Linked DNA regions of Mus musculus: region 2 is linked to region 1. Evidence: chromatin contacts called from public Hi-C data. All regions are on one chromosome and are shown on one strand. The core of a region is the stretch at or near the end of the contact, and the rest is flanking DNA. Distances in the headings are between cores, read along the strand shown. Region 1 overlaps Nbea (neurobeachin). Region 2 overlaps Nbea (neurobeachin).

Region 1 (4,528 bases), core at 531-3,030:
ACACAGAAAATGATACATACCATAGTTCATTTGTATGCCACAGTAAAAGTTACTTAAAATATCAAATACTATTTTCTATGTTTTATTTCAAATTGTCCTTTAAAAGCATAAGAGAGACTGAATCCTGGAGAAAATAAAATCTAAAACTATACTAAAATCCAATTGGAAATTATACTTAATTATTCTATTACACCCAATATATATTATTCACCAACATGGCATAATTTTATAACTGCCACAGTTTTTTCAGCATGCAGTTTGTACTTTCTTAACAAATTAAGTATAGAGGCATTTAACCAGCATCCCTTCATTCGTGCAGCAAGTAATGGCTGTGTGTTGTATTCTTTTGGGAACTACATGGAATACAATAATTTATAAAGCATGAATTTAATAAGGAAGGACCTTACAGTATGGGGTATGAATAATTATGCCATAGAGAGAAGAGCTCATCTGAACACCGTATAAAGCAGAACACATGAATTAATCTTGCTTATTCCTTTCAACAACACCGTCTGTCAGCTACTGCTGTTGTCCCATTTTACAGATGAGAAAATAAAAAAGCTAATTCAGAAAAGTCCTTCAACAAGTACATAGCAGTCCAAAGTTAAATTATAAACCCTTATGTGTACTACCTTCTATCAAAGAAGAGGAAGAGAAGAACTCTACAGACATTCTTTGAGTGTACCATTCTCAGTCAGGTGGAGGAAGCTGGCATGGAATTGTAGAAGCGCAACTCCACGAGCTGTGATGAATGGGTATGACAGGCAGGCAATGTGAGGAAAAATGGTGGGCATGAATGCACAGATGCAAATGGCATGAGCCTGAAACATGCTTGGCTGTCGAGCAGGAGGAGGAAAGGAGAGTGGGGAGAGAGGGCACTGAGGAAGCATACTAGGCTTCCAAGATCAGCTCTGTTTAGAGGATGGCAGCAGAGCTCAGATAATGTGAGGTACAACAATGGTGTGGATCCTTTTGGTGGCAAGGGTGCACACACCATGTTGAGAAGACTGGTAAACACAGGCCTCTTCAGAAAGGTCATTCTCTGCACCAGCGTTTCAGCCTTCCGAATGCCTTGGCCCTGTAACACAGGGCATGTGATCCCAACTGAAAATTTATTTTATTGCTACTTCATACCTGTAATTTTGTTATCGTTATGAATCATAAATAAATGTCTGATATGTGACCCCAAAGAGGTTGTGATCCACTGGTTGAGAAACCCTGTTCTACAAGCATCTATCCTGGCTTGTAGTATTCGTATTTTGAAAAAAAATTAAACACTGCACTTGTCCTGCTGTTGTCCCCTCTCAGGCTTTCTGCACCCGACTTATCCCCATCTCCTTTGTCCACTTTCTGGAACTGATTTCTTCCTTCCTGTGCAAGCCAGCTGCTCTCTCTGCCTGTGAGCTTGGTGTCACTTTCCCTGCCACCTCAGCTTCTGTCTTATCTGTGCCCTCGCCAGGCCTGCCAAGGTTAAACATCAGTTTTTTTTTTCTCTCCTGTTCAGTTCTTTGGCTACACTCCCACCTGGCCTGTTGCCAGGGTGTTTGGGAAATGTACTATGATTAATAAGAGCAAGTTACTAAACAAAAACGTGTTACCTTTTGATTTTAGCAAAATCTTTCAGACACACTTTCCTAGAGGATTGCTTGTGCAGTGGCTTTAAAATAGCTGTGTTAAGGAACATCAGGTTAAGTTACTGAACCAGTGCTTTGATGCCCATGGCAGAGGACTGTCCTGCTGTCCGCTGCCCTGGCCTCCACAGTGCTACTGACAGCTTTCTTCACTGTCCGGAAGCCTGCTGTTTCTTGGAGCTCTGCAGCTGGTCTGAAGCTCTCTGCTCTCTACATTATCCATTTCCTTGGTGACCTCAGAGGTTTAAACATCAAACCTAACTCTGCTCTCTAACTTTAGATCGGTAATATATCCCTTTGAAAATGTTGTAAATCCAATAAATTTGGCCTTCAGACCTGGCTCAACTGACATGTCCTGGAAAACAGGGATGCTATTGTTTATCTTTTTATTCCATGTATTGTCATGGATTACATATAAGAAATGCTCAATATTTATTATATTGATTTGGTTGGATAACCACATACAACTGGAATATGAAGTATGAATCAGGACTTGGAAAATGGTAGCTAATGACCTACACATCCTTCCAGTTCTTGCCTTTTCTACGGTTTTCCTGGCATCTCCTATTGTAAACTAATTTTTTACATAATTACATAATCATGTGTGTGAGTGTTCTCTCTCTCTCTCTCTCTCTCTCTCTCTCTCTCTCTCTCTCTCTCACACACACACACACACACACACACACACACACTTGCACCGCATGGTTCATTTGTGGAGGTCAGAGGACAGCTTGTCAGAATTGGTTCTTGTCTGTCTTGATGCCAGGTTTAGAGACTAAACTCAGGCTGTCAGGATTGGTGGCAAGTGTCTTAATTCACTGAGTCATCTTGCTGGCCCCTTATTTCTTTGTTTTTTTGTTTGTTTTTGTTTTTCTTGATTTTTAAAAGCTATGTAACAATATAAATAGCAATAATCCACTTAACTCTTTTGTTAACCAATTGAAAGTTTAAAAAACCACCACCACCACCACCACCAGCAGCAGCAGTGATGTGAGGACATGGAGGACAGTATCTGAAAAGAAAGAAAAGTAGATTTACGTTTTGACTCCAAGTCTCTAAACTGAGCTGGTGGGTCAGCATTTCCACTGCTGCAGTCTCCGTCTCAATGTTAATCCTGTCTCCCACCTGCACTTCCCACTTGTCCACACCATTCTTCTTCCTTGGAAAATATTGCTTGATAAGTGGAGATCCTCCCAAATCCAAAATTTAAGTATAGAATTTATGTTCCCTTTTTAGCTTCTCTTTGAATTCCCAATCCACAAACATGCTGAACGAGAGCAGCACCTTGGCTGTTCTTAGCTGGCAGATGAGCTAGTAGTGTAAAATGAGAGAAAAACTTAACTTCTGAATGAAAGAACAAAGAATACTGCAATCACTATAAAATTTCCTGGATATTTTGTCTGATAAAATTTAGCAATATTTAGACAGCAAATTCATTCAAACTTTCCTCTCTTTTAAAGATTAAAAGATCTAGATTTGGGGGCTGGAGAGATGGCTCAGCAGTTAAGAGCACTGACTGCTCTTCCAGAGGTCCAAAGTTCAAATCCCAGCTCACAACCATCTGTAATGAGATCTGATGCCCTCTTCTGATGTGTCTGAAGACAGCTACAGTGTACTTATATATAATAAATAAACCTTTTTAAAAAATCTAGATTTGCCTTATTTCTATTTATAAATCAATAAAATCTTTTTTTTTTTTTTTTAAGACAGCCCTGGCTATCATGGAACTCACTCTGTAGACCAGACTGGCTTCAAACTCAGAAATCTTCCTGCCTCTGCCTCCCAAGAGCTGGGATTAAAGGCGTGCGCCACCACTGCCAGGCTCAATCAAATCTTTATTCAGTTGAAAATTATACATACGGTGCTGGAGAGATGGTTCAGGGGTTAAAAGTACTGGCTGCCTTTTCAAAGTTCTGAGTTCAATTCCTAGAACCATATGTGGCTCATAACCATCTATAACAAGATCAGATGCCCTCTTCTGGCAGGCATCTTCTGTGCATACAGATAGAGCACACATATACATAAAACAAATCTTTAAAAAAATGCATTTGTGTGTGTCTCTGTGAGTATATGCAATATTCCTCTAGGAAGGCCAAAAGAAAGCTTTGGGTCTTTTTGGTCTGAAGTTAACAGGCCACAGTGAGCCACCTAATATGGCTGCTGGGAACCAAACTTAGGTTCTCTGGAGGGGCATAAGACTCTTAACCTTTGAGCACGTTCCTAGTTCCCATGTCCCTGGCCTTGTTGTCTATCTGAACCAACAGAGTTTATTCTGTTGCAGTGTTTGAAATCTGTTAGTCATACAAATTCTTGTACTGAAGGCTAAGTGATTATGGCAATGGACTTTCTGCAGGCTCTCGCTTCTGTATGCAGCATTAAGGTACAGGGATAAAATGGTTCAAAGAACCATAAACATGCAGAAAACCTTGCTTACCCTTTGTACAGTGCAGGGGAAAGAGGTCTTTCACCCAAGCTTTGCAACATTGCTAATGTCTTTCAAAGAAAGGACCAGGGCACCTGTGGGTGTGGCAATGCAGACCAATCCTCCTCCTCTGCTCCAAGATGCTAGTATGAGCATTGTGTTCACTGCAAAGCAGTTCTTTTACCTCACATTTTCCTCCAAGTGTACAAGTCATGTACCTCTCTTAGGCAATGAGTATCTCCATTCGTGTTCTGTCTAAAATCAGTATCGTGTGAAAGCTTGGTGCCTATGTACAGAGAGCCACAGTACCAATGAGTTAGGTGATTACTGTCCTGTTTTTTCAGATTAGTGGTATGACAATAAATTCTTAGAAATCTTGTATCAACCAAAACAATTTATTAGGAAAGATCTTAATATTGGGGTATATAAAACACTTGAACCAACAAAGGATGGCTTATTCTTAAAATAAAAAAGA
Region 2 (4,427 bases), core at 1,588-4,087, 170 kb after region 1:
CATGAACAGTGGCTCTGGTGGAGGGCGGGGCCAGAGGCACACTCTCCACTGCTGGATTATGTGCCACTGTCAGACTCAAGGAGCAGGGGCATCCCAGCCTTCGATCGTACACACACCGGGACCCACCAGGCTCCAGTGGATAGTGCCAGCACCCTCACAGATGGTCTGCTTGAACTAAATAGGTCACAAACAAAATCAAAAGTCATGTATCCCGGAAAGGGACTGATGAGGAGAGAGTGGTTGACAGGGATGGTAGGGAGGGGAAGGTGGCTAGGCTGTGAGAGTATCAGAATGCATTCCATAAGTCTATGAAACTGGCAAAGAAAAATTAATAAACTGGAAATATGTCTCTGGCACAAATATGCAGAGATTTCACTGCAGTGGAGGATGCCCACGGCACGGAGATGGCAGTGGGAAGGAACCGCAAGAGCAGATTATATAGAGGTCATATAATAGTCACATTTATTCATCCCCGCATTATCACATTTTGTCCAAAAAGGCTTGTGTGAAAAACAAAACTATGTGAAAAAAGAATGTGCTAAATAGTTTAGAAATTGTAACTTCTTACTGAGTTTCATAAGATAGCACTGGGTTAATGATGGAATACTTCATTTATTTTTTTTGAATACTTCATTTATTATGCTTATATACTTGATAAAGTACTGGAGAAAACCAGAAAAAATGTATAAATAGTATTTTATCAATGCACCACTGAAAAGAGATTATTTAATTCACTTAAACTCTGTAGATGCCAGGAAAGACAAAGGGAACAAAGAGTAGAGCCACATAGTCAAATCCATCATACCCTGTCCACTTCAGGCAGAATGAAATGAGACATTACAATAGAATATTTGACTGGTAAAAGCTGGCAGGTTTATAAATAATTTTCAATATATTTATTTTTGTCTTTCAAATGATATAATCAACATAGATCCTGCAACAAACAGAAAGAAGCAGGAACACAACACCAGCAAAATAACTGTAAGCTTAAAAAACAACCTTAGTTCTGTGGTTAAAGAAGTAAGACCTACTTGTGTACATTTATTTATTACATACATGGTCTGTATTTTTATTTTGAGCACTAAAGCCAATGTTAAAAATCTAATGAAGTGAAAATACACATACACTAAGCTTATACTTTGTTCCAACTAGAAAATTTTAAGTAAACAGTTTATTTGGTCTTACTTATTTTAGCCACAGATTTTATTTTAGGGATATTCATTTTTTAGAATAGAAAACAAGTTGGAGGCAAAATATTAAAAAGCAAGGAAAAAATACATTATTAGTTTGCTTAGCTACATTGATTTGAACACAAAACAAGTTTGCAAAACAAGAAAAGATGACATATATAATATTGACTGTAATGACTTCTGTTAGTCAAGGAAGTCATACAATTGCAAGCTTTCTAAATAGACTAAATTTACAATTTTTAAAAGAATAACAATAAAATATATCAATAATCAAAATTTTTTCATTTATTATCTATCTTCTCAAGCTAAATGTGTGTAATACAGACTTTAATTTTAGCTAATAGTGGGGCCCAAGCTCTGGCAGATTTGGAGAAGAGTTCACAGTGGTGCAGTTAGTGGCAGCCTGACTAGAACTATTAGCCAACCACAGTTTGCTAGTAAATCTACCAGAGGTGCAGTGTTGCTGCAGAATTCTGTAACTGCTACATCCATTTCCACATGGCTGTTAGAAACAAAACCAGAAGATATATTTTCATTCAATAATAAAAATTGTGTGCAATCTCTACATACACTGAAGTGAAGAGTGGTTTCGGAGATATACCTTTTGGTAATTCAGTGTAATCAAAAACAGGTTTTTAAATCTTCACTGATACAATGAAAAAAAATAAAAAGAACCAGCACTTACTGTACAAGTAGATAAAAACATCTATATGAAGAATAACATAAAATTTTTGAAGAAATATCAAATTCTAAAAATAAGTTTGTTTTATTATACCTAAGCATTTCTAAAATTTGATGTTGCTATTTACATATTAAAAATTATAAACTTTAAAACATCGAAATTCTCTATGGCTCTACTGCAAATAGGAAGAGACAACTAGTGTACGTAAGTGAAGAGAACTCCAGTCTCTACAGTTGCTTATGCACGTCATTTCCAAAATTACAGTCTAAGCCTAAGAAACACATTGCTGCAATGACTGCAACAGACCAATAAGTAGTTGGTTAACAAAAGGAATATCACAAGTAATTTCCAGTACAGTTACATAGTGCTAGTTAAAGAACTGAGAAACTGAGTTTACAGTTATTTCAACTAAAAGTAAAACCAAATACTTTATGTATAGAAGCCTTCTGTTTGTCACTGGGAGCTTTTTGCACTTTCATTCTAAAGGCTGTCTGTCATCTTGGATCCCATTTTTCAAGGAATGCAATCTATTGTTAAAAGATATGTCACAACTTGGATTTCAGACTTTAGTGTTTCAGAAATATGTTTATATACCTCATAATGCAATTATAGCTAGCTACCTTAGGACAGATAAGGTAAATGTCAGCAATATACTAGGAATAGAATGGAAAATGAAGCAGTCCACGAGTTCTTGTGGGGATGATGTCTCTGCAAAGCTGCTCAAGGCTTCAGAGTTTGAAGTTACATTTTTGATGTTGTCACTCTCAATCTATTGAATGGCTGACAGACAATCAAACCCGTCTGGCTGGCTGGCAGCTCATTTTGCTGGCAGGTGGCAAACAATTAGACACACCAATTTGTGCCTCCTGATGACATTAAAGCATGAAACTAAGTTGTATGCAGGGCCTAGTGATTTGTGTGAAAGCATTTCAAAAATAATACTCCTCGCCGTGGCAACTCATTTCAGACTGCCACCTCCCATTACGGCTTTGAGTAGTGAAGACGACAGACTTGAGTTACGTGCAGCGCAAGGCCGCTTCTGTTCAATCCGTCATCAGTGCCCCTGAGACCTCAATCCCCTCCTTTCATCAATATCACCTCATCATTTACATTTGCTAGGACTTGAGCTACTGCATATATTAACTACATGGAAACTCTTCCTCAAAAGAATAAAAACATGAAAAGCATGCTTTGTGCTCTTCCATTTCATCCTAACTTGTTAACAATTTCAAATAATGATTTCATTCCTATTGCATTTTGCACAAGTGCAACCAGGAACACAGGAAAAGTCCCAGTGTTCCAAAATAACATTCTGAAAAGTATAAATGCTGTGTGTGTAACTGAGAGGAGTGACCATTAAGGTGACAGCTGTAAGTTTTAATAAAGAAATCTGAATATAAATCCAAATCAATACAAAAATATTTTCCTTAATTATCCTGAATCCTCTCTCCTATAAATCTCAAAAATTACCTGGATTTATTCATTTGTGTTTTCACAAAAAGTAAAGATATACTTTAAAATTAAATCAGACAACTTCAATTAGCTTATTAATTTGTGTTATTTAATATTAGACTGATAGTCTTATGTGTACACAGAAAAAGGCATAGATTGGCACAAAGTGATAGGGATAAACATACTCATATCCTATAAACATAAATTGGACATGTGAAATAGAGATGTAATGTGAAATCCAGAAGGAACAAACACCATTTGAATAAACATGAGAAAACAGAGTTAACAACTGTTTAATCAAGACTTTTCAGAACAGAAAGGCATTTTCTACACTTCATAATATTATAATTTGCCACTTCTTAGAAACTTTTAATAATCATTTTATATGACTATTTGTGAAAGTGACATTACTTAACTATTTAGTAATGCCTTAATAATGCTTATTCTTCTTTGCCTAATATTAATCTTAATATTTTAGCTTAAGAAACACTCATAAATTAAATCTTTATAACTAAAGCTGACAGCACTTTCTTATCAATAATCTCTCAAATTTTTGATATAAAGATACGTTTTAAAAATCAATAACAAATATAATAAACCTATACCTTCTTTTATCAACATACAAACATAATTTCAACTATATAGCAAAACCAATAAGCAAGCACTCTTGTTGGTAATTAGTGAATACCTGCAGTATTTTTCTGAGGCTGCATTTGATTAAATTGTAAGATATATTAAATGCAATGATTCATTGTATCTATATCATTTTATTTTGAATCTCTGAGATACTTTAATTGCATATAAAATGGGTTAAAAAAAGAATCGGTTGCCTCCAAATTTTTTGAATGATTTTATATTTAAATGTAGATACATGGGACAGGTTCTAAGTTATGTTCGAAATGCCTTTCAAGAATATTTATTTTCAAGTATCTAAATCTTTTATACTGATGAAGGAATTACAATCTTTTTTTAACAACCAAAAATACAAACCTCTTTTTGTATTTTTCAATAAAGATTAACTCAGAATTAAAATTAACTGTGGCTACTTAAAGGAAGTTACTTAAGCTATAATAATCATTATAATATTTTATAACAGTATAATA

What was found. A called contact is a pair of places that touch in the nucleus more often than the background predicts.
Region 2: a contact with region 1 is called in a Hi-C map of cerebellum, with 2.3 times the contacts expected there. The contact joins two enhancer-like sites. A contact is called at or near these places in 2 of 39 promoter capture datasets (macrophages and second pharyngeal arch cranial neural crest), 1 of 484 Hi-C or Micro-C datasets (cerebellum), 4 of 115 datasets of contacts at active chromatin or transcription factors (bone marrow-derived macrophages, craniofacial prominence, embryonic hindbrain and 1 more) and 2 of 9 other capture datasets (adipose tissue and pancreatic islet).

What each region holds. Positions count from the first base shown.
Region 1 is chr3:55,792,616-55,797,143 of GRCm38.p6, forward strand. The region is part of intron 40 of Nbea (neurobeachin); the gene reads right to left. Among named protein-coding and RNA genes, the nearest start is that of Mab21l1, 12 kb to the left of the region's middle. Within about 2 kb of position 1,781, at least 25 of the 459 cell types and tissues checked have an H3K27ac peak or open chromatin away from gene starts, as enhancers often do. A contact at or near this core is called in cerebellum, where this site is marked.
Region 2 is chr3:55,963,169-55,967,595 of GRCm38.p6, forward strand. The region is part of intron 31 of Nbea (neurobeachin); the gene reads right to left. The region is part of intron 2 of Gm31914 (a long non-coding RNA gene); the gene reads left to right. Among named protein-coding and RNA genes, the nearest start is that of Gm22784, 8.5 kb to the left of the region's middle. Within about 2 kb of position 2,838, at least 8 of the 459 cell types and tissues checked have an H3K27ac peak or open chromatin away from gene starts, as enhancers often do. A contact at or near this core is called in cerebellum, where this site is marked.